2 separate regions of the Anser cygnoides genome follow, and region 2 is linked to region 1. The links are chromatin contacts, called in public Hi-C maps. All regions are on one chromosome and are shown on one strand. Each heading gives the region's core, a stretch centred on a gene start, on an enhancer-like site or on the middle of the called end of the contact. The rest is flanking DNA. Distances are from core to core; before and after follow the strand shown.

Region 1 (4,955 bases), core at 1,817-4,316:
ACGCTGCTGGAGAAACAGATACAATATTCTAAAACTCAAGTTCTCTGACAGCCTACATTTTCACAACTAACAACAAGACACTTCAGTTCAATTACTTTGCTTTCAATTACAGAAAGGTTTCGTTAGATGCACACCTCAAAAAAGTATTCTGAGTGCATTGATTTATTTCCCGTGAATGTGTGTTTGTTTTATTATGCAGAGGCTCTGATTTTTTCAGGTGCCACAACGTTAAAAAGTAAACAGAAAGAGGAGTGAGTCACGACATCCCGGAAGATAACACGTGTAGTTTTTAAAATACAAGGGAAGATGATGGTTTCCAGCCACTACATTTTTAGAAAACATCCTAAACAAACTGCAAAAGGAAAACATTAATTTCAAAATCGCGGGTTGTTCAGCAACTTGTTGAAATAAAACAGGAAAGTTGGGGATAACTTTAGAGCAAGTGCAAGGGATGAATAAACAACCTTTGAAGATCACATGTGGAGATAACGCCAAGTAACTCTAACAAGACTTGACATATCAGAGGGTTAAAGGGGCACTAAACCCTCGAGGCCTCATTTCTTCAGTGCTTGAAAGCAATGAGGTTTGATTGGAAAAGTCACGTTGATTTTGTTTATTCTGTTATTGCTCTGATTTTTTCCCCTTTGATTTACATTTTTGACATTAAAACGCAGTACATAGTTCTCATTGCTGCTGTCAAATCAGTTTTCGAATCTGAGCTATATGTTCTGCCCTCACCAAGCAATCTGTACGGATTTACATATAAGGGTTGTTCCTTTGGCAAGAAATAATAAACGTCAAAGTTGTAACTCTGAGCTTTTGTTTTTCCCTTTTAAAGGCAAAGCTTGAAGACAGCACAATAGTTCCAGGCAGAAAATGAGTAAATGCGCATTCATCAGCATCATATATAAATAATACGTGGTACATGAGAAACCAATGCGACGTTAGCTATAGCTGAAAGGTAAAACCAACCCACAGGTTGCTCACTACAGTAAGATTGTTCATAAATTATCTACGAGTATTTTAAATAAGCGCTATCATTTCTGAGTTATGAAGAAGCACAGATTTACATACACGTTTTTGTAGAGGAAAGCAGCAGCTATGAAAGAACAGCTTCATCTGTCACACAGTAACACCCAACTGTGAGCTGAGATTTAACTGAAACAATTTTGCAGAGGAAGTAGAAAAGAACTGCAGCAACAAACTGAAAAAGCATCGTATCATTTAGAAAGGCAAAAAGCAAGCTAGAGTGGAGTTAAGGCTGGGCTATTAATGTGGACCTTCTGCAACTTCTGGCAATGGACTGAAGCTGTGTTCAGCATTTCTCTCCCTACCATAGTTCCCTCAAGTAGCACAATCTCTCTTTCGGGGAGTCCTGTTTACCAATCTGAGGTCGCTCATCTCTGCAAATCATAATTACAAATATTAAAGCAGTACTGATGATGCTCTGCCAAATAGGATTGTTCTAGAGGTGCATTAAAACAAGACAAGAGACACTCGAGCCCTCCAAGTTAACCCCAGTGCAGAGCAGAAGGCTACCTAGGCATTTCAAGCTCCACCTGAAGTCTTCACACGTGACAACATTTTTCATGAAAAGCTGCGTTATCAAGCAGTTATGAGAAGGCTATTTCACACAGCACAACCCACAGTAATAACTGAATTAGCAATCTAAATAATTCCAGTACAAGAAATAGCTCCTATAGGTCACTGGGCTGAAACTAAAACATAGGAGTCGGTAAGTTTTTGTTTGAGCACTAGCTTGACAAAGCATGTCTGTGTATTTCAGGAGCCAAATTCTGGGGCAATACGAGGAGGCAGATGTGAAGCCCAGGCCTCGGACTCCTCGGTCGTACCCTGCCTGTGAGCTCCTTATCTGAACTGTCAAAAGCTGTCACGGTACTGTCAACAAGATCCTCACTCCCTGATCCCGTTTGGCCTGTTTGCCATTTATTTTCTTACGCTCACATAATCCATCTCACGCTATCACTCAGCTCCCCGCTCCCTGCCCACCCAGACTGGACTCCCTGTGCCTTCCCCTTCAAATCGCGTGCGAAAATTCACATTTTCCACGAAGCCTTCCCACTTTCTTTTTACTGATACTCCTCAGCATCCCTTTCTCTTTTGCTTTCCAAGCGACTTTGCTCACAGGAGCCCCTTCCTGCTCACCTTTCCCACAAACGCCACCACCAAACAACCAAAAGCAGCGGCGGAGAGGCTCAGCCCCGTCCCGCCGGGGCGCACAACCTGATCTCCGGGAGCCCCGCGGTAACTGCTCGGTACTGGGAATCTCCCTCGCTTCCCAAAACTTTGTACCATACTGAATTTAACTTGAGCAGCTCTAAGCTCTTGAGCACCCCCTAACACAGGCCTTTTATTTGTACAGCTGCTTAACTTTTAAAATAAAATAAAAAGCAGCAGCGACTTGTACTTCCAGCAGCGCTGCTACATAACAGGAACAAGCGATACAGCTGTTAGGTACAGCTGACGTACCGCTCTGCTACGTGTTTTCCCAGAGTTCAGCAAATTCGCCCCATCATACTAAAATTAGGAATCATATTGAAAACGGGAACGTATGAAGCGGAGCAGGAAGACGCATTAAGTAGATATTTGTTTTCCAACGAACTCTGATTAAGAGAGACTAGATAACTTAGTTAATGCTAGATTTGGTAATAAACTGATCTATATGTGAGAGGAAAACGCGGAGAATTAGGCTGCCGTTGTTGCTCGGAGGCTGCATTTCTCGCCCTTCACAACAGCCCTCCCCTCGCCCCCCTGCGAGCCCCCGCAGGAAGCATTTTGCCGCTTCAGGTTTGCGCCGCACGTAGACTCGTCTCCAGCCGGTGTGTCACAACTTCACAACCGCCTTTCCAACGCACGAATTACCGCTGCCCTCCTTTTTCCAGCAGCCTCGGGAAGGGACCCGCCAAGGCACCCGGTGGGGGAACGAAAGTACCGAGAGCCCCACCGGCGCCAACCGGCCCGACTGACAGCGGCTGGGGCACCCCGCTCTGCCCGTCCCTCGGCCCCTGTCCCCCCCCCCCCCCCCGTCCCCGCACTCACCGGCGGCGCTCATGGTGCCCGGGGCGCTGCGCTCCGTCCCGCCCCGCCGGGCTGCCTGGGGCACGAGGAGCCCCTGGGCCCCGCGCCCGCTCCCGCATAACGCCCGCGCCGGCACCGCGCCGCCGGGACGCGCCCACCGCGAGGCCACGCCCCCAATGACCACGCCCCCAATGACCACGCCCCCTCGGTGTGGCCACGCCCCCTCCATGCCCCCCATATGGCCCCCGCTGCGCCACCTGCCGGCCCGCCGCGAGGCCACGCCCACATATGACCCCCCCCGCCCCCCGCCTCCATGTGTGGCCTCGCCCCCCCCGCCGGCCGGAAGCGGGCCCTCGCGGCGCCTTCTGGGACTTGTAGTCCCCGTCCCCCCCCCGCTCAGTTCGCGAGGCGGGGAAGGTGCCGCCGGCGGCGGGGCGGACTCCGTTTCCCGTCGTGCCCGCGGGGGGTGGCATGGCGCTGGCAGGATGACACCGGAGTTCGACGAAGAAGTGGTGTTTGAGGTGGGCGCCGGGGGGACACCGGCGGCGGCGGCGGGCCGGGCCCGCGGTTCTCTCCGCCCCTCGCGGGGGCGGCGTGCGCTGGGCGGCGGCCGTTGGGCGCCGGGCGGGGGCGGCCGTTGGGCGCGCGGCCCGGCCGTTGGGCCGCCTCAGGGCAGCGCCCGCCCCGGGCAGCCGGGCGGGGAGCGGCCGGGCCTTCGTGCGGCGGCACCGGGCCCGCTGGGGGACGGGGGGGGGCCGCGCGGGCCGGGCCGGGTCAGGGTATTGGCCCTCTTCGGCCCTAAGGGGGTCACCGTGTCGTGTGGGCCTCGCGTACAGCGGCTGGGAAATGGTAAATGTGTCAGCGCCTCAGCGACAAAGTCAGATGGGTTTGCAGGGATTGACCGTGCGTGCGTCTCCGTCGAGGTCACGCGTTTTCTCGGGTACCCAAAAAAGGCGTTTATAGAGGAAGCAGTCTGTAAAATCATTATAGTTCAGTATCATGATTTATAATGGCAAAGCGCGTGGTGTTGGATAGAAAAAGCTCCTTAAATAAGGAATGCAGAGTAACCTCAGTACTCCCTGTTCACAGCCCCGGCCTGTACCACAAAGTTTTCATTCACAGCCAACCTTGCATGCTATCGATAAAGCCTGTTATGTTGCTGTAGTCATAGAATCATTAAGGTTGGAAGAAGCCTTCAAGATCATCTGGTCCAACCACTTCCTCAAGCGATGTAAATCCTTGGCAAGAATTTATTTCACAGGTGCAGCACCTGCCCCCTGCGTGTAGTTTTTCAGTAGAAGTGGTGTTTGACCATTAGCTCCACGGTTTTTTAGTTACTGCAGCAATTACCATTTTGACTAAAAAAGAAAAAGTTCTGCTATGTAGGGAGCAAAAGATCTCCCTGCATGTGCGTGCTCACTTGACCGCTTTTGGAGTGTTTTGGAAATGCCTTCCCTGCACTCGTAAAGGTGCTTTGACACGTTGCTGTATCGAGCACATGTCACTATGTCACTCGCTGTATTTATGTTTCATATAGGAAATTCCAACTATAACAAGATAAGAAACAGTAGGCGAAACAACTGATTTTTTTGGTGGTGGGAGGGGGAAACCCCTGATGAGCAGAGCTGGGTGAGGCACCCGCTGATAATAACGAGTACTTTGCAGTACCCACGAAAAATAGGTTCAGAAGTGCACAGGGGTGTTCTTGCAAAGTGGAGACTCCACAAGGAATGGCGAATAACCTCCACACAGGTGAGCCAGAGAGAGGAAAGCATCACAGGTATTTAATGCTGCAATGTGTTTATTTTTAAGTACTATTTCATTTTTGTTCTCGGGCCACAAACTCTCCTCAGTTATCTGTGGTTTATAGGAAGCAGCTACGTTTTTTTCTGCACCTCAGTAGGTTGCTTCCCAAG
Region 2 (4,955 bases), core at 775-3,274, 37 kb before region 1:
TCTTATCTGCAAAGGTATTGGTAGCCTTGAGTATCTTCTTGCTAAGATTTGGGTCAAAAAGCAAAAGTGTTGTATCAGCTAATGCAATCATAACACTGTATTTTAAAACCACACTGGTTTACAAGTGCCTTCTAGGAAGACATGCTGCATAGATAAAAAAATGTAGTGTCACAAAAAGTTACTGTATGTAGCAGCTCTTACAGGAAAATGACCATCTAATGAAAAGCTTTTGTAACAACACATCGGAACCACGAGATTTCAAATGTTAATGATCATCCAAACAACACTGGTACCTTCAAAACATTTACAGGGAGGAGGAAAACCGCACTTATCACTGAAGGATCTTGTGGCATTTTTATGTTATAAGCAGCTCTCAACAGGACAGGGCTCAACCTAATTGGTCCTCATTAAACTATTTAGAATTAAAACCTTGGCCCCATACAAGTCAGTATGGCCAGGACTGCACCCATAAGGAAGCTGGGTACGTGTTAGGCAAGGCATCTTCCCTGACCATATGCAGGCAAAATTTTCAAAAAGGTTAGTAATTTAGCATTTCCCTTGAAAAATAATCAAGTACATAGCACTACCTAAACTGCAAAAAAAGAAAATCCAAATTAGCTGTATTGTCATCTCTTGCTTGAATTTGGGCATAAAGCAGGCACCAAATAACAGCTCTTTTTAGTCTGCAGTCTGCTGAAACCTGATAATGAATGCACAATCTGTAGGTGGCCTGAAAAAGGTGACCAAACAGCATGTTCCTACGTGGGATGATGAGACATCTTAAATATGCATGGGGTCCACACCTGCCTTTGAAAGTTTGTAGGGCCCACAGGTTAAAGGTGGGGAAAAAAAATTAAGCTCACACACTCACAAGTCTTCTACTACAGGTCTCGCTGGCTATCTCATCAGCCCAGCATCTGGCACTATTTAGGGTTTGTCAGACTCCAGTCTCAACTTTCTCCTGCCCTCTCCTCATTACATCAGTGAGCTGCAGACAGCTTCTTGCTCTGTGACCCTGGGTCGCAAAGGCTGCGCCGGGGCAGAGTTATGACAAGAAACTGAAAGGAGATACAGGGTGATGGCTGCGATGGGGGGAGGCTGAGAACTAAATGCAAGGGAGTTAAAAAACAGATGGCGTTATTCATATGGAAATGCTCTGTTTTACATCCTCTGTGCAGACTAGTGACACATAGGTTAACTACCAGCTGCATCTTATGGGTTTTCCTGACCCTAGGGCATTGCTTAACACTGAAATGATACATGGCATTACAATGGCAAAAGCTCAAATGGGGCTTTTTGAAGAGCTTCATGCAAAATGCATCATCATATTATGATAATACCCCCCCCAAATCTCATGCACACACAATATACAGTATATGCTTTGCCATGGGATGAAACAAGAATTTTCTCCGAGTGTAATAAAGCTACTTGTACAACGAAAAGAACAGCAGTGCTGTCTGTAAAGTAATCAACAAACCCAGCTTTTCCCTGACCACACAATGAAAGGAGAGCAGGGAGCCAGGTTTAAGGACCAGGAGATAAGACAGGAATGTCACTTGTAGTTAAGAGCATTTATTTAACTTCTAGATATAGCATTCAAAGAGCCTGCAGGATGTTTTCCAAATGCAGGGGGGGTTGGTTTCTCTACTGGCTTGATCCAAAGTCCATCGGCCTCACTGGGCTTTGGATCACGCTATGAAAGAGTGGCCACAAACGCAGCCAACCCAAACTTTATTTCATCGCCCCCTGCGTCCCCTGCCACAACTGAGCAAAGGGAGGAAGCCCTGCAGAGAGGAAACAGAGGGAAGAAAGATAACGTGAAGATTTCAAATGATGCAAAACAGACTGCTGAACAACAAAGGCGATAAACTACAGCGCTTTTTTTTTCCCCTTTCTTTTTTGGAATTATCAAGTCTTCACTACAGAGGCAGTGCAACGTATTTGTCACCGTAATCATATTAAGCTTTATTTATAACCCGGCAGTGCATGTGAAGTAACTGTCATGCCAAGTTCATCTTGAGATAAAACTAGGAGGTGAAGGCAGAGGGCCATTGCCTGAGGACTGGGGGAAGGAAAGCCAAACAAATGGAGCAAGGTTACAGCTAACAGAGCTTGCACTTGAAGGTACTGGCCTTCTGAGAAAGGAATTCCTTATCTAAAAGGACTAGAACCTAGAATGGGTCTATTTGAATCACTAAACGTAAAGCATGTTAACAAGTAAAACCTGAAATTTTACTCCAAAGAGCAGAAGCTATTCAGACAAGGAACTTTTATGTATTTATATATGTATATATACACACACACGCACACACACGCAAAATTAGGGCAGTGACTTAGAAATTAGAAATTACAGTAATACCAATTCAATGCACCAGCACCTAATTCCTTCTGAAACTAAATCTGTTCACTGCTGAATAAAACCAGAACTCCTGTTGCAAATAATATATACATTGCTCTGATATCTATAAATACCTGCAAAAAGTGAGTCATATCACAAAGATGTTTAGCATACAGTACTATATAACACTGCCGAAAAGCACTGCTTTCTTCAGTCTGTTCAGAAATGGTCACCTGAATTGTCCTACAAAATACTGTATTTAAAGCAATGTAGCAATCCATCACAGTGGATTTTAAAGAGAGGTTTTATAATTAGTCTTTCAAATACTCACAAAGAAATAAACAAACTTGCCATGCTTTGGAATTAATATGTTAATTTCACTGAAAACCACCATTTGCAACTCTAGACAAAATGTTTCATATGCTGTGTGACACAAACCAAGAAATTATGCTCTACTGAATCATCTCAGTTTCTTACCAGGATAATTTTTCCTTTCAGAAGAAGAGAGGCTATTGTATACTTTCTGAAAACTGCTTTCTGAAGTGCTGGGTTACAGTTTCTACATTATATTCTGGTCCAACAGTAATCTTCTGATACCGCATTTTACTGCTTAGGCAAAGACAATTGCCTTTACACAGGGACTTGAAGACGGCCTCATCACCACCTCTGGAAAGCACATTCTTTCCGTGCCAGAAAGAGTCTCAGTTTATTCTAGACTAAGACAGCATCTCGCTGGGTACTTGTCCATATCAAAATCTGGTTCAAGCAGTTTTAAAGGCTTCTCAGAGTACAAACAGTTGCTGAATTAATGCCTGATTAAACATTCCCAACTTAAATACCTTAGGGAATTTTATTTATTCTATTAGTACACAGTCCCGCCAGGGCTGTTCAGTTTTTAAACAGCATTTCAGGACGGCTACCACCATTGCTGCTCTCCCTTCCCAGCCCCCACCCCTCCTTTAATGCAGTTTCCTTAAACAAGCAAATGGCCGTGATATCTGAAATAATTCTGACCCCGTCGTGAATCATCCGTGCTCAGCCCACACACTTCCCCTCTGCAAAGGCCCTGAGTCACAAATCCTCTCTTTCCACTGGAGGATTGCCGGTGCAACGCCGAGCAGCTTGCCCCCACCCCAGTTTAGGGAGCAAAGGAAGAAGTTTAGGTGTGCACCACAGAAGGTCCTGACTAGACCGAACGCTCTCACTCAGCCGCTGTCTGGATTAACGGCACCTTCAGGTACCTAAGAGCTGAATGAAGTCAAGTTGGAATGGGTGAAGTTAAACCTCCTCACACATTTAACTGGAAGACACGATCTAAATGTAGCCACATATTTCACTCCTAAGGTTTCAACCAATATTCATCTTGGATCCGTTCTCCTAGAACATACCATCAGCAAAGCAAAAATAAGCCATAATCCCTTCCGCTGAGGTACAACTCCCAGCTAAATACACCTGCAGATAGCTCAAGTATCAGTTTAATTTAAGGAGAAAAATATGTTTGCGCTTGGCCTCTTTTCAAGGAACACACACACACATCCTATGGGGGGAGGAGAAGAGGAGAGCTGCACATTCTAGGAAACAGCCAGGCTGCCGGCCCGCGACAAACTGTAAACAAGGCTGCCAGGAATACACTTACAGAAGATTTCACAAATACATTATTTCAAGCAAAAAATCAAATGGGCAGTCTTGACTATAACTTTACAGTTAATAGAGACCGCGAATAAATGCGGATTGTGACATTTTTCAAACCCATGAAATCGCTTCTGGAAAACTGACAGGGAATTCCACACGTTTTTTTCAGGCAGTAAAACCATTTACAAGTGTTTAATAACATAATATAGTTAATTTTTACAATAATTATTTGACTGTGATATATTCTGGGAATGTTATTTCAAGCAATAGAGTGGGTCATAGACCAATGCTTCCTTCCAAACCAAAATTATTTCATTAGCCTTTTAAATAAGGTAATGACAACTGCGATTCATAGTCAGGTGCCTCAAATCAGAAATTCTAAAGCACTTCACAGACTAAAAATTTATCTACATTTTTTACCTTAGACTGGTCAAATTTTGACATTTAAAATTGGAGAAAAAGGACTTGGGAGGTTGAGAGAATTTTTCACAGCCAAACAGTTGGTAAGTAGTAAGCCAGAACCAGAGGTCAGGACTTCTTTTACTCCAAAACCCACAGCTATTTTATTTCTCTGTATGCACATTACATTTTCTTTTCCCAAATCTATTATGAATAATTTATTTGTCATAATATTTGACCGCAATTTAATATACAGAAGGCCTACTTTTTTTTAATACACAATTTTGCAAATGTCTTCTGAAACTAGAAACATTAAGCCAGAATTTCCCAGTCTTATAAGTGCCTGTGGAAGGACACACAACAGAAAAAAAGAAAAATGTTTGACCTCTGATCTGCCTTCTGCAATAAGAGGGTGATCTTGTGCCTGCAGAAAAGTTGCAGGTGCCTCCTGACAACTTTGTCTGGCTCTCAGAGTCCTAATAAGGACAGAGCTGGGGTGTAAGTCAGATTCGGAGACCTTAAAGCTCAGGCAAAAGCCTAAGCTTTCCTTTTCTCGTGCAGCACAAAGTCACACACGAAGCAGAAA

Evidence for each region. A called contact is a pair of places that touch in the nucleus more often than the background predicts.
Region 2: a contact with region 1 is called in a Hi-C map of liver, with 4 times the contacts expected there. The contact joins the enhancer-like site here to the promoter of VEZT in region 1. A contact is called at or near these places in 3 of 7 Hi-C or Micro-C datasets (granulosa cells and liver).

The regions. Positions count from the first base shown.
Region 1 is chr1:48,344,286-48,349,240 of Taihu_goose_T2T_genome, reverse strand. VEZT (vezatin, adherens junctions transmembrane protein) reads left to right here and starts at 3,066. Exons shown (of 13, transcript XM_066994914.1): 1 at 3,066-3,560. The coding sequence starts at 3,072. It overlaps FGD6 (FYVE, RhoGEF and PH domain containing 6), which reads right to left and starts at 3,193. Exons shown (of 21, transcript XM_066994888.1): 1 at 3,061-3,193. The coding sequence starts at 3,073.
Region 2 is chr1:48,379,925-48,384,879 of Taihu_goose_T2T_genome, reverse strand. The region is part of intron 5 of FGD6 (FYVE, RhoGEF and PH domain containing 6); the gene reads right to left. Among named protein-coding and RNA genes, the nearest start is that of VEZT, 36 kb to the right of the region's middle. Within about 2 kb of position 2,024, at least 1 of the 3 cell types and tissues checked has open chromatin away from gene starts, as enhancers often do. A contact at or near this core is called in liver, where this site is marked.